3 separate regions of the Mus musculus genome follow, and regions 1 and 3 are each linked to region 2. A link is a contact called in public Hi-C and targeted proximity ligation data. All regions are on one chromosome and are shown on one strand. The core of a region is the stretch at or near the end of the contact, and the rest is flanking DNA. Distances in the headings are between cores, read along the strand shown. Region 1 overlaps Il33 (interleukin 33). Region 2 holds the start of Ermp1 (endoplasmic reticulum metallopeptidase 1). Region 3 holds the start of Cd274 (CD274 antigen).

Region 1 (2,700 bases), core at 15-2,514, 290 kb before region 2:
AAAAATAAAATAAAACAACATATAATATATATATTGTTTAAAAAAATGTATGTGCACTGTACGTGCCTGTGTGCATTTATGCACACCATGCATGTGTGTGAGTGTGTGCCTACACAGGCTAAAGAGGGTCTCAGATCCCTGGAACTGGATTTACCAGTGGTTGTGAGTTGCCATATGTGGGTTCTGGCAGCTAAACCCAGGTCCTTCGCAAGAACAGCATGCGCTCTTAACTGCTGAGTCATCTGTAGCCATTAAGACACTCCTGAGTGAGGACAGTGTCCGTGAGGTGACTACAGCTTCACAGCTTTGGCCATTCATCTTATGTGAGCCAGGAGCCTTTTCACTAGCTATTTGCATATGGTTATCTCCCTGTTAGCGGCGTAAACAGTAGCTCACCTCTTGCCCAGGGATGGTCTGGCAAGGGCCACACTGCTAATTGTAAGTAAAGCCGGATCTGATAACAAGCTCTTTCCCTGAAGGCATGGGGAACATTGCTAGAATGGGATGATGTTGAATTCCAGGGCCTAAGTTCTAGTTTATGCTGTGTCAAGCCTTTATGGTCTAACATGAGAAGATTCATGAGTCTGTGATGGGAATCTCAAAGACATATTGCTAGTGCATAGAAAGAGGCAGTGTCCCCAAATGATCTGCTTTAGTTTTATTTCTACAGCTGTGATAAAATACTCCAACAAAAAGCAACTTGGGAAAAGGATGGTTTTACTTAAGTTCATAATTTCAGGTTATGTACCCCCGTGGGGGAAGTCAAGACAGGAACTTTAAACAGCTGTTCACATCTCATCGCAGTCAAGAGAAGGAAACAAATGCTTACGGGCTGGCTTGTTTGCATTCAGCTCAGTTTCTCCATTCCTATACTGCTTAGAAGTCCCCTCCTCCTCACCAGGGAATTGTGCCACTCACAGTGGGCTAGATCCCTCCACGTCCATTAACCAAGACCATCCCCCAAAGCCATCCGTACAGTGTGGCCCGCTGCACACACCCCCTTGATTAGGCTCTTTTCTCCAGACATTGTAAGTTATATCAAGTTGAAACCATCACATGGTCTTAGCTGATAGTCGATGGCTAAGCTTTCTAAGACAGAGTGACTTCATCACAGGACAATGCTGACGCACAGTGGGTCTCTTACACCAACTCTGTGCCCTCTTGGTTTTCACTTCCTTTCAGGCGGAGGCTGGAATAAGGGAAGGGAAAGCTGTCGTGAAAGCTCCCTCCTCCTCGGAGCTGAGTTACTTTCTCTTTCCTTCCTCCCACTGCTCTGAAATTTCCCTCTCCCTGGGAAAGGAAGTGCTCCCTGGAGAAAGCTGACAAAGCAATGAGTCTAGACAGATCACCCTCCAGAAGAGGGCGAGGACCACATTATTACTGGAAAGATTTCCTTTAAGCCTTTAAAGTGAGAGGCACTTAGTATTGGTTTTTAATTATTAAAAATTAATTTGCACACACACACACACACACACACACACACACACACACACACATACCTGTTTTTGCCCAAGGGGATCAAAAGAGGGTATTAGATGTGAGCTCTCTCACATAGATCCTAGGGACCCAATTTGGGTCTTCCGGAAGCATACCAGGTGCTTTTAAGCACGAGCCTTCTCTCCAGCCCCAGCTTTTATTATCTGTGATTCTCTGCTCTGCCTTGCTGTTGCTTCTTTGGATATAGTGTCCTCCCCATCAGCCTCTATCATCTCCCTCCACACCCTGTACCTTTTACGTCATAGGGCACAGGTGTCTGTCACTCATCAGTGCCCACCTGCTTCCACACCTGCAGAGCCTGGCTCACCTGTCCTTGCCAGTGATGCCGGAAAATGTTTCATTTTGACCCCTGGAGCGTAATCCTAATGTTTTATTTATCTTATCCTAATGGGACTCAGACTTCTTGTTCTTGGGTGGCGACACTTCCTAAAGTAGAGTAGCTGACCTTCCGGCTGGCCCATGCTCTCCAATCTTAGGTTGACCATTCAATTTATTCAGCTCAGGGCATCCTTTTATTTCCTGGCTTCCTCTCAAAACCTACTCTATACTTACACGTGTTTTGAATGTCCCTGATGTGTGTGCATTAAGTTTGGTGTGATTTTGAAAAAGATAGACTGGCTTCCTGGTCCTAGGATCCTAGGCTCAGGATCCCCATACTGCATATCCCCACCCCCACTTCTTGGACCTTTCACTGTTCTATCAGGTTTCCTGTCTTAAAAGCAAGGCGAGTGTATGTGTCCTGCGTGGTGTCTCCTGTCTCCCAGAATCCCCCTTGGGTACCTGCTTCTGCACCTACTCCTTTTTCACTCCTAGGATGCCATCCTGGTCCCCTCTGTCCACTGTTAGCTCCCACGCACAGGTGAGCCCACAGTGGTGTTTGCTGTTTCATTTTGTTTTTATGTATTCAGAACTGTTAGCACTAGAGGAAAGGTGCGTGTAACCACGTGAAGGATGTGCTTAACACATAGACCTTTGGCTTTAGTTTAACTCTGAAGGGCAAAACAAATTTTTCTCCTACATATAGAATAGGTTTTTAAGTAAAACTTAGTAAGTAAATACATAAATGACTTTTATAGAAATTCAAAATAAATATGAAATATCAAATAGGAATAAAGTGTTTGTTTCAGTTTCTCTTTTTTCTATTCCCAACCAGGGACACATTTTTGGAATTTACATTATACATTTAGTATATTGTAAATATAT
Region 2 (2,916 bases), core at 180-2,679:
ATTGAGGTTCCTTCCTTTCAGATAACTCTAGCTTGTGTGTCAAGTTGATAGAAGACTAGCCAGCACAATTGTGTTTATATGATGTGTTTGCAAGTGTGTTTGTATGAATTGTGTGTTTGTATTTGAACACTCGTGTGTGCTTAGGTCAGTAGACACCTTGTGGGAGCTGGTGTTCTCCTTCCACCATGGGCCTAGTAGGGAAATGAAAGGTTGTCAGGCCTTGGGGGAAATCAGGGATGGACACATTTATCTTCTGATCCATCTTGTTAGTTCAAGAATATCTCTTCGGGAGCTAGAGAAAGTACCCAAGGAGCTGAAGGGGTCTGCAACCCTATAGAAGGATCAACAATATGAACTAACCAGTACACCCCAGAACTGTGTCTTTAGTTGCAGATGTAGCAGAGGATGGCCTAGTTGGCCATCATTGGGAGGAGAGGCCGTTGGTCTTGCAAAGATCATATGCCCCAGTACAGGGGAATGTCAGGGCCACGAAGCAGGAGTGAGTGGGTTGTGGAACAGGGCAGGAGGAGGGTATAGGGGACTTTCGGGATAGCATTTGAAATGTAAATGAGGAAAATATCTAATAAAAAATGAAATATCTAATAAAAAAGAATATTTCTTCGGAACCTTTGTTTTTAGAGTGCCCTGTGTGTCCGCGGAACAGAGCAGAAGGCTGTCTTGGGATCCCATTTGTCCTTCATTTGCTGTCTTTATGTTCTTCAATATTAAATAGGAATGAAAATATTTTCTTTTCAAAGTCTGTACTTAGCACACTGCTTGACTCAGCAGCTATTCATTAAATTATAGGTATTGTTATCTGTTAAATGAAAACAGCACTAGCCCTGGTAATTGGGGTTCTGTGTCTCCCTACTTCCTTCCCTGCCTCCTCTAGCTGCTCACCTTTGTAGCCCTGGTTGGCCTGGAACTCTCTACGTAGACCAGGCAGGCCTCTAATTTGTGTAAATCCTGAGTGCTGGGATTACAAATGCTTTTTTTTTTTTTTCCAAAAAAATTTTTTTTAAAAGACAGGATCTTTGTTATGTATTCCACTCTAGGCACAAAATAGGGATCCTCCTGTGGCCATCCTTCCTAGTGCCAGGATTACACCTTTGTCCAGTCCTGGTTGTGAAGTCTTACTTATTGATTTGGTAGGCAGAATCCTCCTTTTCCCAGTATTCATCAGCCCAGCGCAGGATAAATGCCTCGTGTATTCTGTTAAAGCGGCCTTGCACTTCTCTCTTGCTTAGGGCTGCTCATTTCTAGGTTTATGGGTGTTTTTCCCTTTGACAGTCTGCTGGCACCAGGCTGGGTGTCAGCCTGTGCCACCAAAGATCTCAGACTCAGGCACCAGGGAACAGCGAGGCGGACCAGCCAATCAGAAGAAATTTGGCCCTCTGCAGTTTCCGTCCGCTCACTAGGAGGCGCTGCGGAGGCCGCGGTGGCCCGGACTGTCGCAGGCTGGGGCGGTTGGTGGTGGCAGTTGCCGCCATGGAGTGGAGCTCGGAGTCAGCGGCTGTGCGGCGGCACCGCGGCACCGCGGAGCGTCGGGAGGGAGAGGCGGCCGCGTCGCACCGGCAGAGAGAGGCCTCAGCGCAGGAGGATGCGAAGGGCGTCGGGAGGATGTGGGGGAAGACGGAGAACGGCGGCGGGAGCCGGGTTGCGAAGACCGCGCTGTCCGAGGCGCGCACGGCGCTGGCGCTCGCACTCTACCTGCTCGCGCTGCGGGCGCTCGTGCAGCTCTCGCTGCAGCGGCTGGTGCTGAGCCGGACCTCGGGGCTCCAGGGCGAGTTCGACGCGCGCCAAGCCAGGTACGGCCGATCGGCCCGGCCGCGAGTCCTCTGCGGCCCCGGGGTGGGGGAGCGCCTGGTGGGTGAGTCCCGCGCGGGTGAGCCCGGCGCCACTGTGCCCCAGGCGGAGGAGGCCGGCGCTGCTGTATGCAGAGTCCCGGGGTCCTTGGGCGCACCTCGGTGGGAAGTGGGATGATCCTGCGCGTCCTCCGGGGGTCTGAATTGCGGGTACTCCGGGCTTCCTCGGCTCCCTCTTTCGCTTTCTTGGGGTGGCCAGATCGATTGAGTCTGCTTTCTCATCCACTCTCTTCCTCCTGCAGATGATTGGTTGTTCACACGCTTCATCATTCTCCTCTCTTTCTCGAGCAACTTCCACTTTTTACTTTGGTTAGTTCTCTGCATTTAAAATGAGATGGAGAGTGAGGTTTTTGTGCCAGGGCTGCATTACCAAGTCTTTCTGGGATGGTGTGGGAGAGGAGTAATGTAGTGCGTGCTAACCTTTCTAAGCACCACAGCCCTCATATCTGAAAGCTGTGGAAGGAGACTCAGAGTACATCCAGACAGAATTATGCCTGTAATTTCTGAAGGTCGCAGATGGTCTATGGCTCTTCTGTACTACGGATTGTATAGGGTTCAACATTTTTTATTTTATTTTATTTTTTATTTTTTTTAAATATTTATTTATTTATTATATGTAAGTACACTGCAGCTGTCTTCAGACACACCAGTCAGATCTCCTTAAGGATGGTTGTGAGCCACCATGTGGTTGCTGGGACTTGAACTCAGGACCTTCAGAAGAGCAGTCGGGTGCTCTTACCCACTGAGCCATCTCACCAGCCCCATTTTTTATTTTTTTTATTCTATTTATTTACTTGTTTATTTTTCGAGATAAGGTTTCTCTGTGTAGCCCTGGCTGGAACTCCCTCTGTAGACCAGGCTGGCCTCTAACTCACAGAAATCCTTCTGCCTTTATCTCCCAGGTGCTGGGATTAAAGACCTGCGCCTCCACTGCTGGCCAAGGGTTCAATTTTTTTTTAAATGACCTCAGGTGTATTTGAAAATATGAATTCTTTGATTCTGTAACTTGCATCTTAAATCAGATGAGTCCTTAAGCTAGTAGAAAGTTTTC
Region 3 (2,700 bases), core at 199-2,698, 280 kb after region 2:
TTGGGTCTGATAGTCACCTTCTTCAGTATCATATCCTCCCCTCCCTGGCTCTCAGGGTGCAGGTGTGAGCAGTAGATCAAAAGGGGAAATTCAGGGACCATGTAAATCAGCATGGCCTTTGACCTCTAAACCTGCACCTCTTACATGGGCTAAGAGTCCAGGGTCACCTTCTCCCTCCCTCCGGCAAGAAACTGTAACCTTTCACAAATTCCCAGACAAGAGCTGAGAGCCTTTCACAGAACAGAGTTTAAAGTAAAGAAGTGACGCTCATTCAAGATGGGGAAATAGGTTTGTCCCAGGGGAAGTCCAGATGAAGATCTTGGAACGCCACTTCTTTATCTTCCCATGGGGGGGGGGGGCACGGGGGGGGATGGGGGGGGGAAGAGTGCCTGGGGCGGGGAGGGGAAGCAGATGCAAACTTCCTTTCTCAAAAGAGTGAAAATTTACCCAGTTTTCAAATTCTATCAAATGATCCTGAACCCTGTGCTCAAATCCATCCCTTCTCCATCCCTCCTTAGAGCAGCATATAACCACTATCATGTCTTCCTATCTATGATGCTCAGCTGGGAAAGGTGAATATTTTCCCTGTATAAAGTTCTCCTTAAACACCGCTTGGTCACTATCATCATCAGCTGCGGATACTTTCTGGAATGTATTCTCAGGTTGTTGTTTTTTTTTTTTCTACACAAAGGCCTTTCAGACACTCAAACATAATGAAGTACTTATACATATAAGAGTTTATCTAAATGAAATACCTAGCCATATTCCAGACAGTCACATACACAGATGGTCAGTGGATGACTGAGCTAGTAAGGCACTATTACTAACCTGTGCATTCCTCAGTGGGAGAGTGATGCCCTTTAATAACCCAGCACAATGGAATATAGCAATTAAAAAAAAACTGGCTAAGTAATTCATAGGAAAGCACCTGTAATAATTTATTTTTAAAAAAAGATAGAATATTGTACTTTCACCTCTTATGACAACCCCAACCTAAACTTTAACATAGCCTAGGTCACTGTATCTAAGAACTGTTTGGGACATTTTCTTCCAAAAATCCTTTAGGTTCTCTGGGCAGATAGAATGAAAATCTTAAGCTCCAGCATCCTAGACCTCGACAGAGGAAGGGACCTCCGGAGATGCTTCAAGTGGAAAGACCCAGTCATTGCTAGCAAACAGTCAAGTCGCGCTAGGACCAATTAATTCATCTCTTCTGACCCAGCTACCTACCCACAAGATCCATAAACACACAAAACTGCGGATTCTGAGTTCTTAACTTTCCCAGGAAACCGGTTCCCTTCTCCGTCCTAAAAAGGTCTAGGGATTCTGGCTCTTTAAAGTGCCCTGCAAGCGGATTCCGCGAGAAGATGCTCCCTTACCTGCAGGCGAGGAGACTGGCCCGCGACGTGCAAGTGCAGCCTGGCATGAGGCTTGGGGACCACGATTTCCTGGTCTTATCTCGAGTTCAGAGCCCCGCCCACTCCGCGGAAGCCTTGTCCAACCTCCGCTGTCTGTGAAACCGAAGCCACCCAGTCCCTTTGAGCATGAGTTTATCTCATAGTATTTCCTGCGGATGACTTTAGAGTCAGCTTTGGGATATTCACAGTTTAAGAAAAAACGAAACTAGGCTTCGGTGCGGTGACACACGCCTTAATTCCAGTACTCAGGAGCCAGTGGCAGGTGAGTCTCTGGTCTATAGAGAGAGCTCCAAGACAACCGGGCTGCTACTGAGAGGCTGTCGATAAAAACAAAAACAAACAAACACTATTTAAAAACGAAACTAAAAGTGAAAGTGAAACCTGCATTAGCTTTCTTGTAAATCAGGTTCCCTCAAAGAAACAGTCCAGAGTAAACAACTCAGCTCTATTTTGGGTGGGAGTGGAACCTGAGGTCGGGGGTGGGGGTGGGGGGGAGCGTGTGCTTGGAGATCCACATAGGTTGCCTTCCTCTACAGCTCCCACCTTGATTTTTGAAAGAGGGTCTCTCTTACCTAACCTCGGGCTCGCAGCTGGCCAAACTAGCCGGCCAGCGTGGTCCAGGGATCCCCATCCGCGCCCCTGCTGCCAGGGCTAGGGTCTCAGAAATGGGCCATCACTGCATTTATTATGGGTAATGAGGACCCGAATTTCAAATCTTCAGGCTTGAGCAGTGAGCGCTTTAGAAGCAAAATATCTGAAGTCATAAGATCTCTGACTTAAATTTTATCTTCAGAATCCAGACACTTCAAATTACCATCCGATTCCCCATCTCTTTCAAGCCCTTTCTGGATACGTGGATACGTGACAGTCTTGACATGACTTTACATATAGAGTTATACAACCTATAGAGTTAATATCAAGCAAATGACTCAGTTTTAATTCTAGAAAGTAGGTGTGTCTGTATAATAGGAAATATATTTTTAAATCGTGGATTTGGTGACTTCCTCAAAGTTCCTCGACATAATGAAACCAGTTGTCTTGCCGTTCAAGAACTTCCCATCTCGAACCGTGCCCTTTGTGAACGCTGTGGATCACGGCCAGTCTCGGGATCCAGGTGGGGGAAGTCTATTCTAAATGATGTTGAGAAAGACTTTCTGCGAACTGGAAGTGTGGACTTTTTCCAAGACAAAACCTTGGGAACTCCACAGAGCACTGTCATCTTTAAACATTTCACTGTTGGACTTCAAGGGCCTTCTTCATTCTCTGCTTTCCCCCACTTACT

Evidence for each region. Hi-C and Micro-C count contacts between places; a contact is called where the count stands out from the background.
Region 1: a contact with region 2 is called in a targeted proximity ligation map of pancreatic cancer cells. A contact is called at or near these places in 3 of 39 promoter capture datasets (the C10 cell line and liver), 1 of 484 Hi-C or Micro-C datasets (embryonic stem cells), 7 of 130 datasets of targeted methods (the 230-238 cell line, the NIH/3T3 cell line, bone marrow-derived macrophages and 4 more) and 2 of 9 other capture datasets (adipose tissue and liver).
Region 3: a Hi-C map of CD8 T cells shows a contact between it and region 2, with 2.5 times the contacts expected there. A contact is called at or near these places in 9 of 39 promoter capture datasets (the 3T3-L1 cell line, the C10 cell line, hippocampal neurons and 4 more), 10 of 484 Hi-C or Micro-C datasets (CD4 T cells, CD8 T cells, LSK cells and 7 more), 4 of 130 datasets of targeted methods (effector CD8 T cells, memory CD8 T cells, pancreatic cancer cells and 1 more) and 2 of 9 other capture datasets (adipose tissue and liver).

Annotation. Positions count from the first base shown.
Region 1 is chr19:29,938,960-29,941,659 of GRCm38.p6, reverse strand. All of the region lies in intron 1 of Il33 (interleukin 33), which reads right to left. Among named protein-coding and RNA genes, the nearest start is that of Gm41832, 13 kb to the right of the region's middle.
Region 2 is chr19:29,646,928-29,649,843 of GRCm38.p6, reverse strand. It overlaps Ermp1 (endoplasmic reticulum metallopeptidase 1), which reads left to right and starts at 1,429. Exons shown (of 15, transcript NM_001081213.2): 1 at 1,429-1,808. The coding sequence starts at 1,489.
Region 3 is chr19:29,366,186-29,368,885 of GRCm38.p6, reverse strand. It overlaps Cd274 (CD274 antigen), which reads right to left and starts at 1,448. Exons shown (of 7, transcript NM_021893.3): 1 at 1,380-1,448. It also overlaps a transcript of Plgrkt not described here.